2 separate regions of the Siniperca chuatsi genome follow, and region 1 is linked to region 2. Evidence: chromatin contacts called from public Hi-C data. All regions are on one chromosome and are shown on one strand. The core of a region is the stretch at or near the end of the contact, and the rest is flanking DNA. Distances in the headings are between cores, read along the strand shown.

Evidence for each region. Hi-C and Micro-C count contacts between places; a contact is called where the count stands out from the background.
Region 1: a contact with region 2 is called in a Hi-C map of skeletal muscle, with 7 times the contacts expected there. The contact joins the enhancer-like site here to the promoter of ssbp4 in region 2. A contact is called at or near these places in 2 of 3 Hi-C or Micro-C datasets (skeletal muscle and an unstated tissue).

The regions. Positions count from the first base shown.
Region 1 is chrLG6:20,044,958-20,048,197 of ASM2008510v1, reverse strand. All of the region lies in intron 4 of ssbp4 (single-stranded DNA-binding protein 4), which reads right to left. Among protein-coding and RNA genes, the nearest start is that of fkbp8, 17 kb to the left of the region's middle. Within about 2 kb of position 1,672, the one cell type or tissue checked has an H3K27ac peak away from gene starts, as active enhancers do.
Region 2 is chrLG6:19,970,075-19,973,712 of ASM2008510v1, reverse strand. It overlaps ssbp4 (single-stranded DNA-binding protein 4), which reads right to left and starts at 1,723. Exons shown (of 16, transcript XM_044199291.1): 1 at 1,559-1,723. The coding sequence starts at 1,614.

The DNA.
Region 1 (3,240 bases), core at 423-2,922, 75 kb before region 2:
GTATAAGAGCGCAGATTTTGGCAGGAGAGATGAGCTTGTACATACACGTGAAAACAATACTGCTCATAAGCAGAAGCACTTATTCATGGACTCACAACCCAACAAAGGCACAAGTGTTGAGCTCAGCAGCAACAGGGCTCTCGAGACAGGTGCTTCCTATCCTTTTGAGACATGGCAGTTGACTTTACTTGCCGCATTGATTCTATTCATCTCATTATCATGAGACCGGCTCATCTGAGAAGCAGATAAATCTTCAATAAAGCCACTTATTAACCAGCAGCACAACATGCAGCCGGTCAATAATCTATTCAACAATCTGGAAATGTTTATTTAGTTGTACATACAGTGTACTCCGGATGTGTTGGCACAGTTATGGTGTTTGTACCGGTGCCACTGTGGTTGTTCTGCCACTCTGTGTGTGTATGTTTTGGGTGGTTAACGCCAGCTGTACTGGCTCGCTCTGTCTCTCAGCAGGTTCACACTGGGGCTAATGCAGCGCTAGCTCTGTCTGACCTAAGAGGTTATTGTTGTTGACGTGCCAGTCTGAGTGTGTGTGTGTGTGTGTGTGTGTGTGTGTGTGTGTGTATGTCTAACAAGACACCCCTGTGGGGTCTGGCTGCACTGATGCAGCTGCAGCAGTCTGCTTCTCCTCTACACACAATCACACACACACACACAAGCTAGTTTTAGCCACTTTGGAGGACACTGCACTGACTTACATTCATTTCCTGGAGCCTTACCCGAACCATAACCATAGCCACTACATGTCTAACCCCAACCCTTACCGTAGCCTTAACCTAATCCTAAACCTACTTTAACCAAAAATCAAGTCTTGACCCAAAAATATAATAGTTTATCTTGTGGGGACCAGCTTTTTGTGCCCAAATGGTAGTTGAATTCCCATAATGTGGCTCTGTGAACACATTTTTGTCCCTGCAATGTAAGTAATACACAATTTCATTCACACACACGCGTGCACACACACAAACACACACACAGACTCTGTGCCTCTGTTGTTCCTCTCTATAATGTGCCATAATGGAGCATAGCTCCTCTGGCTGGGCCTCCCTGGGCCTTCCTGCTATTACATCTGAATGGGCCAGCATATGGCCTTTATGGCTGTACTGTTCTCTCTAAAGGTCCCTGCAGAGAGAGGGAGAGAGAGAGAACATTTCAACTGTCACAGAGGTGTACACAGGACGAGTTTGAAAAGTAGCTTGGTTGGAGTGTGTGCGAGTGAGTGTGTTTGTGTGGTGTTGTTTGTGTATATGTGTAGGAGAGGGGAAGAAGGAGGGGGACACAGGGAGCGTTAAATGAAGCAATTAATAAAATCATTTTCTACCCGGCTAAGGAGATAACAGCTTGGCACAGTACCACAAACCCATCAACACAACCCCCTCGCCTCCCCACCACTCATTTCAGCTTAAGGAAGACCCACACTGCTGCCCCTGATGGACCACTAACAGAGAGAGGGAGAGAGGGAGAGTGAAAAAGAGATGGAAGAGTACCAGTCATCTGAGTTTTCTTTTCAAGTTTACAGCTGCTAACACTAGAGGGCAGTGTGTAACTGCCGTCAAACTACTGACACACACACACACACACACACACACACACACACACACACACACACACAAACAGAGAGCGAGAACACAAAGCAGCCTGCATCACTGAACACAACAAACAAAGCCAGGAGGAACAGCACCACACACACCACACACACACACACACACACACACACACACACACACACACTGAGTGCACACTCATTGTCATTCCTTGCTAACATTCCAGTGAGAGCGGCAGTGGCAGCAGTAGGTCTCCTGCTAGCTCATGCTATATAGCATGGCAACACGTCAGCTCAGAGATGGGAACACGCTATATCGGGTGTTTTCTCCCAGAGGACGGCCGTGAAACACTGACAGCCATTTAAACATGTTAGGATGGCATCAAATAATTTATATACGTATGTGATCCCCTCCTTAGCTGAGAGGAATGTTCAGAGCTTACAGCTGAAGTTTCACCAACACACAGGAAATGTGTGTGTGTGTGTGTGTGTGTGTGTGTGTGTGTGTGTGTGTGTTTGTGTGTTTAGAGGGAGTTCTCACGTCTGTCTCTAAACAGATAAAACATACCGTATCGGAAACGTGCTGCTGATAGGAAAGAAGCATGCACAGTAGGAGACAAAGGCTACATTGAAATCACTGTTTAACTGTAGTGACTGTTATCAACGTGTTTGAACTAAGTCTAACAGAAGCTACAGGCAGACAATGGACAGAGAAAACGTTTGCTGAGAACTGCCTCTCATTTTCAAGTGTCATTCCAAGGAGAACTGTTAGGTATCATTTTTGTCGCTGTCCTCTCAAGGATAAGCATTGACGATAAGAGACGGTTCCTCTCCTCAATGGGTTTAGTTCAGGCAGAAGTGAAAAGTTTTACCTGCACACTCTCATCTGGGTCCTTTCGCATCTGTCTTTTTGAATCTTCTATTCACAGCGCTATTTCAGATATGGTAGAAAAAGAGATTAAAATGTTTCACAGAGCTTTTTATATACAATCTGTTGGCGGCTTTTGTCAAAGAAGTCGAACGCTTTGTTAGATTTACACAGTTTGGCCAAGAAAAGCCACCTTGTAACTATCTTTCTGTCCTTCAGTCATCCAGCATCTAAACCAACAGTCTACATCCTCCACTGAGGGACTAACACTGACCCAGACCAAACACTGAGATTTGACATTTGAACCTTACCAGATAATAAACCTACCTGAGCCACCCTTCTCCAACCATCTGTGCATGACTTTCAGTCTCCCATTCATGTTTTAAAGCCACCTAGTTTACCTGCACCTTTTTTTAATCTCTCTTTATAATACAACTGACCAGAATGAACCCTGAGATCAGTCTTACCTTTGATAAATAAATTAGCGAGAGCAGATGTCTCCCTAATTCACCATGTGCGTGTCATGTGTCAGCTTTGAACAGATTCTTAAATTTGTCTTTGATACCTGGGTTTCTTGTTCTTAAATGTGTAATCAAACCTAATCCTCTTGTTGTGCTTTTTGGTGTTGTCCCTGAAGAGCTGCAATTACCTGCAGTAAAACACTGCCCTTGACTTTGGATCCCTTTTTTGGCAATAGGAGCCATTCCAGTTTAGTAGAAAGAGGCTGCCCCACCCTAAACTGGTTTACAGACTTAATGGAGCGCATTAAGTTTTCGAGTACCTGACATGCCACGTGTAGATCAGAGAA
Region 2 (3,638 bases), core at 474-2,973:
TATGCAATATTAAAGCATCATATGCTGGTTCAAGGGTCACTCTGCCTGCTGCTCATAAAACCACATGGGACTGTTTTCATTTAGGATTCACTCCTCCACCTCAACACAGACACAAACACACATGGAGCTGCTCAATTTTCCAATAATCTGATGTGAATTCAGAGTGAAATTAAACGCTTGTGGCATTAGAAGTAGTAGTATTCGAGGAAGCTTACACTAAGCACATAAGCAAGCCACATCTCTAGAAAGCTTAATCAATTGAATATGACACGCCAATGCATCAAACAAATACAAGAGAGTCTCTAAAGAAATTTAGTTTCTATTACAGATGTATGAGGTGCTGTGTAGCAGCACAGCCTCTCAGGACTTGACAGTGTTTTTAGATTACAATAGCATCTCAGCAGGGATCCCTACTCACTCCTCTAACCTCAGACTGTTTAGTGCTTAAATATAGCTAATGGAGATAAAAGACTGCACTGATCTAAAGTGCTAGGATGCAAAGAAGGTCCAAATATTTGAATGGCCCCATACACAAATATTCCAGCAGCATCGAAATGGAGAGCAGGCATGAGGAGCAGTGCAGCCTTCAGTCGTTCAAAAGTTACACTGGCTTTTTATCTTTTATTCAAAAGCACTAATGCATGCATTGACAAATGTGCTTTATGTGAAGGAAAGAAAATTAAACACAAAATCTAGCAAAAAGCATGCTGGAATTGCAACGTATTTAAAAACACACAACAGTGATTTGTGTGTGTGTGTGTGTGTGTGCAACATTTCCAGACAGAATAAGCAAGAATTACACGCGACCCCACATTCATCAACTGGTCTTGTGATTAAAAAAAAAAAAAAAAAAAAAAGTCTGCTTCTGTAAATATAACAGCTTCATGTTCGTGGCAGCATGACTCTCCTTCGTGTGAGTGGATGCTAAAAAGTTGACTGCTGAATGGGACAAAACTTTTCCCTTCATCGCCAGGGTTTGCTCGCGCCCGGCTTTACGCCTCAAAAACACAGTAAATAGCCTGAGCAAGCTTCTATTTCTTAAAACACAAAACAGTTCAACCATCCAGCAGCTTAACCTCCTGAAGTTTATAAGAGACGACGGAGCAGCCTGTCCGCACAGGGACGAGCACGTACACCCCTACAGAAACATGTTTCAGCCGAAATGAAATGAAAATGCGCTTCTTCTGCTCTCAGGGCTGCAGAAGCGTGCTGGGTACTGTATCATAACATAAAATTACAATTTCAATTATTGTTGCTCTCCAAAAGGTTGCGCCAAGTTACAGAAGAAGTGTGAAGAAACGCACAATATTAGTGAATATCCTGTGCAAAAACTCTAAAGTGCAAACAAGAGGTACATTTAAAAAAAAAAAAAAGTTTAAGAGACGCACCTCTAAGGTGGTCGGATGGGAGGGGGAACAGCACGCAGGAGCGCACTTTAGTACAGTACACTCCTTTTAAATTACAGTACCTAGTTTAGAAAGTTGGACTCCCCTCCGCTGCCCCCCTCGCCTGCACGATAAGCAGGTAAACTCTTACATATAGCGCATAATTCACTTACTTTTCTCTCGCTTGGCTATCGGAAGGGACGACAGCTCCTTTACCTTTGGCGTACATGCTGGATTCTGTTTAAAGACTTTTGCCCCACTCAACACCTGTCAAAGAAAGCAGCCAGGAAAACGCTCCATCTCCATAGCTACCCCTTTAGTGTTTTTCCTCCCCCCTTCTCCTCCCCCTCCCCCTCCTCCCTCCTCTCTCTCTCTCCTCTCCCTCCCTCTCTTTCTCTTCTATTTTTTTTTTTTACATCTCCAACATTGGCCACAAATCAGGCACAGTTTCTATTGGGGGGACTTGAAACCGTCCTCTGTTGGATTTTTTTTTTTCCCTCCTCAGCCGCTGTTCCGCAGGCCTGCTCCTCCTCCCTCCGCTGTGCAAACGGTGGGGGCTCCTTAAAGGGAAACACACACTTCTTGTTTACTGACCTCAGAAACATGAGGAGAGAAAGGGGGGAAGATGGAGAAAGGCATGCCGGGTACAGGCTCTGCACTTAGACTATAGCCAGCTCCTTTTGGGAAGCTGGCTATAGTCGTTATGTTATTTTTCCCTAAAAAGACATTCCAGGACTTTGACTCCAATTTGATTTGGGACTTTGACTCACACCAATGAGGACACTACTCTCACACTTAGGGAAGGTATTATTCCCCATACTTTGTTACATTGTGGTCTTGATGTAACAAGTAATGTTTTGTCATGATCAGAAAATAATTACTGGACCTTATGAGCTTATTATATGTTTCAATGAACAAAATGTAATTTTTTAGTATCGTATGGCCGCAGGAAATACTCTAATTCAGTGGCAGGTGGTGTCACAAAAGGTGTTTTCAGACTGAACGTAAAGCACATTTTTTGCCCCGTGTTATTCACAAACGTGAATTTGACCTCTGGAGTCTATTTATTTCAGTTCAGTATCCCAGGAGTTACGTTAGGACAGTTCTGCACCTCAAGATTTACATCCAGTGGCAACATTCAGTGCCAATGCAGGAAGCAGTGTGCCCCTATAGCGAGGCTGAAAGTAAAGGTGTGGAGGCCAGGGTGGTGGATGGGTGTTTACGTCTGACACCGATCTGCAATTAACATTCGCTGTTTTTGTTAACCATAATCCAGCCACAACCAAGCAGTTACTTAACCTAAATGAAACTTAAATTCAGCCATACGTCGACCATAGTTTATTTTCCATTACCACGATCTTTCCTTTACCTTAAGAATAGTAGTTGCCATACAAAGTAGTAGGCTAATAATATATAATCTTAAAAACATTGGCATTAATCTGGGGTTTTACAAAATCATACAATATCAACGTTCTTGTCTAGCAATTTTTTTTTTATATTCGCCTGAAGCAGCCAATGTGCCAACTGTACACACGTTAGCTGTAGCTAGCTAGAAACCTACAAGTGTTCGTGTGCTGTCTTTGAATGACAGCTCATCCTCGGACTGATCTCAAAACTTACCAAGAACTCTGGTTCTTTTTGTTATTTTCTTCCAGCCCTCTCTCTTTTTCGTCTTATCTCCTCATGAATTGGAGTGATAAAGCCATTAGCGAACACATTTTTTTACTAACATTTTCAACTTGCGTACACGTGTCATCACCTTAATTAGCACTGCCCGGACCGTATATGTGTCTCTTTGTGTTGAATTGCACTTTTGAATTGACTTTATGCAATCACTTTGCAATAATACATCCCAAGGTGTCTTGATATAGAATATAACAGACCAGGTGGAAGGAAACCCACTTGTTCATATTGTGGCAGTTTCATTGCAGCATGGTTTCCATTACGGTGTTCTTTGCCTCCACCTCATCCATTATTTTAAAATATCAGGACAGCTTGTGTATTTATGCTTCATATTTAGTTTCTCATACACCAGGACACCCACACATTTTCCCAACATCTCGTGTGTTTGGGACCCTTTTACAACAAACCTAATGACTCATGATAGCCCTACATCGAGCCCCTTCCACAGGTCATATGGGGTTGTAAGTGTCAGGTGGTTTTCTCCTCAGTGGTCAGTCAGTTATCAGTGGTCCCTTCAAAACTCTTCATCAAGCTACCCATTTTACACACGTGGCGCAGATCTTGATGTGG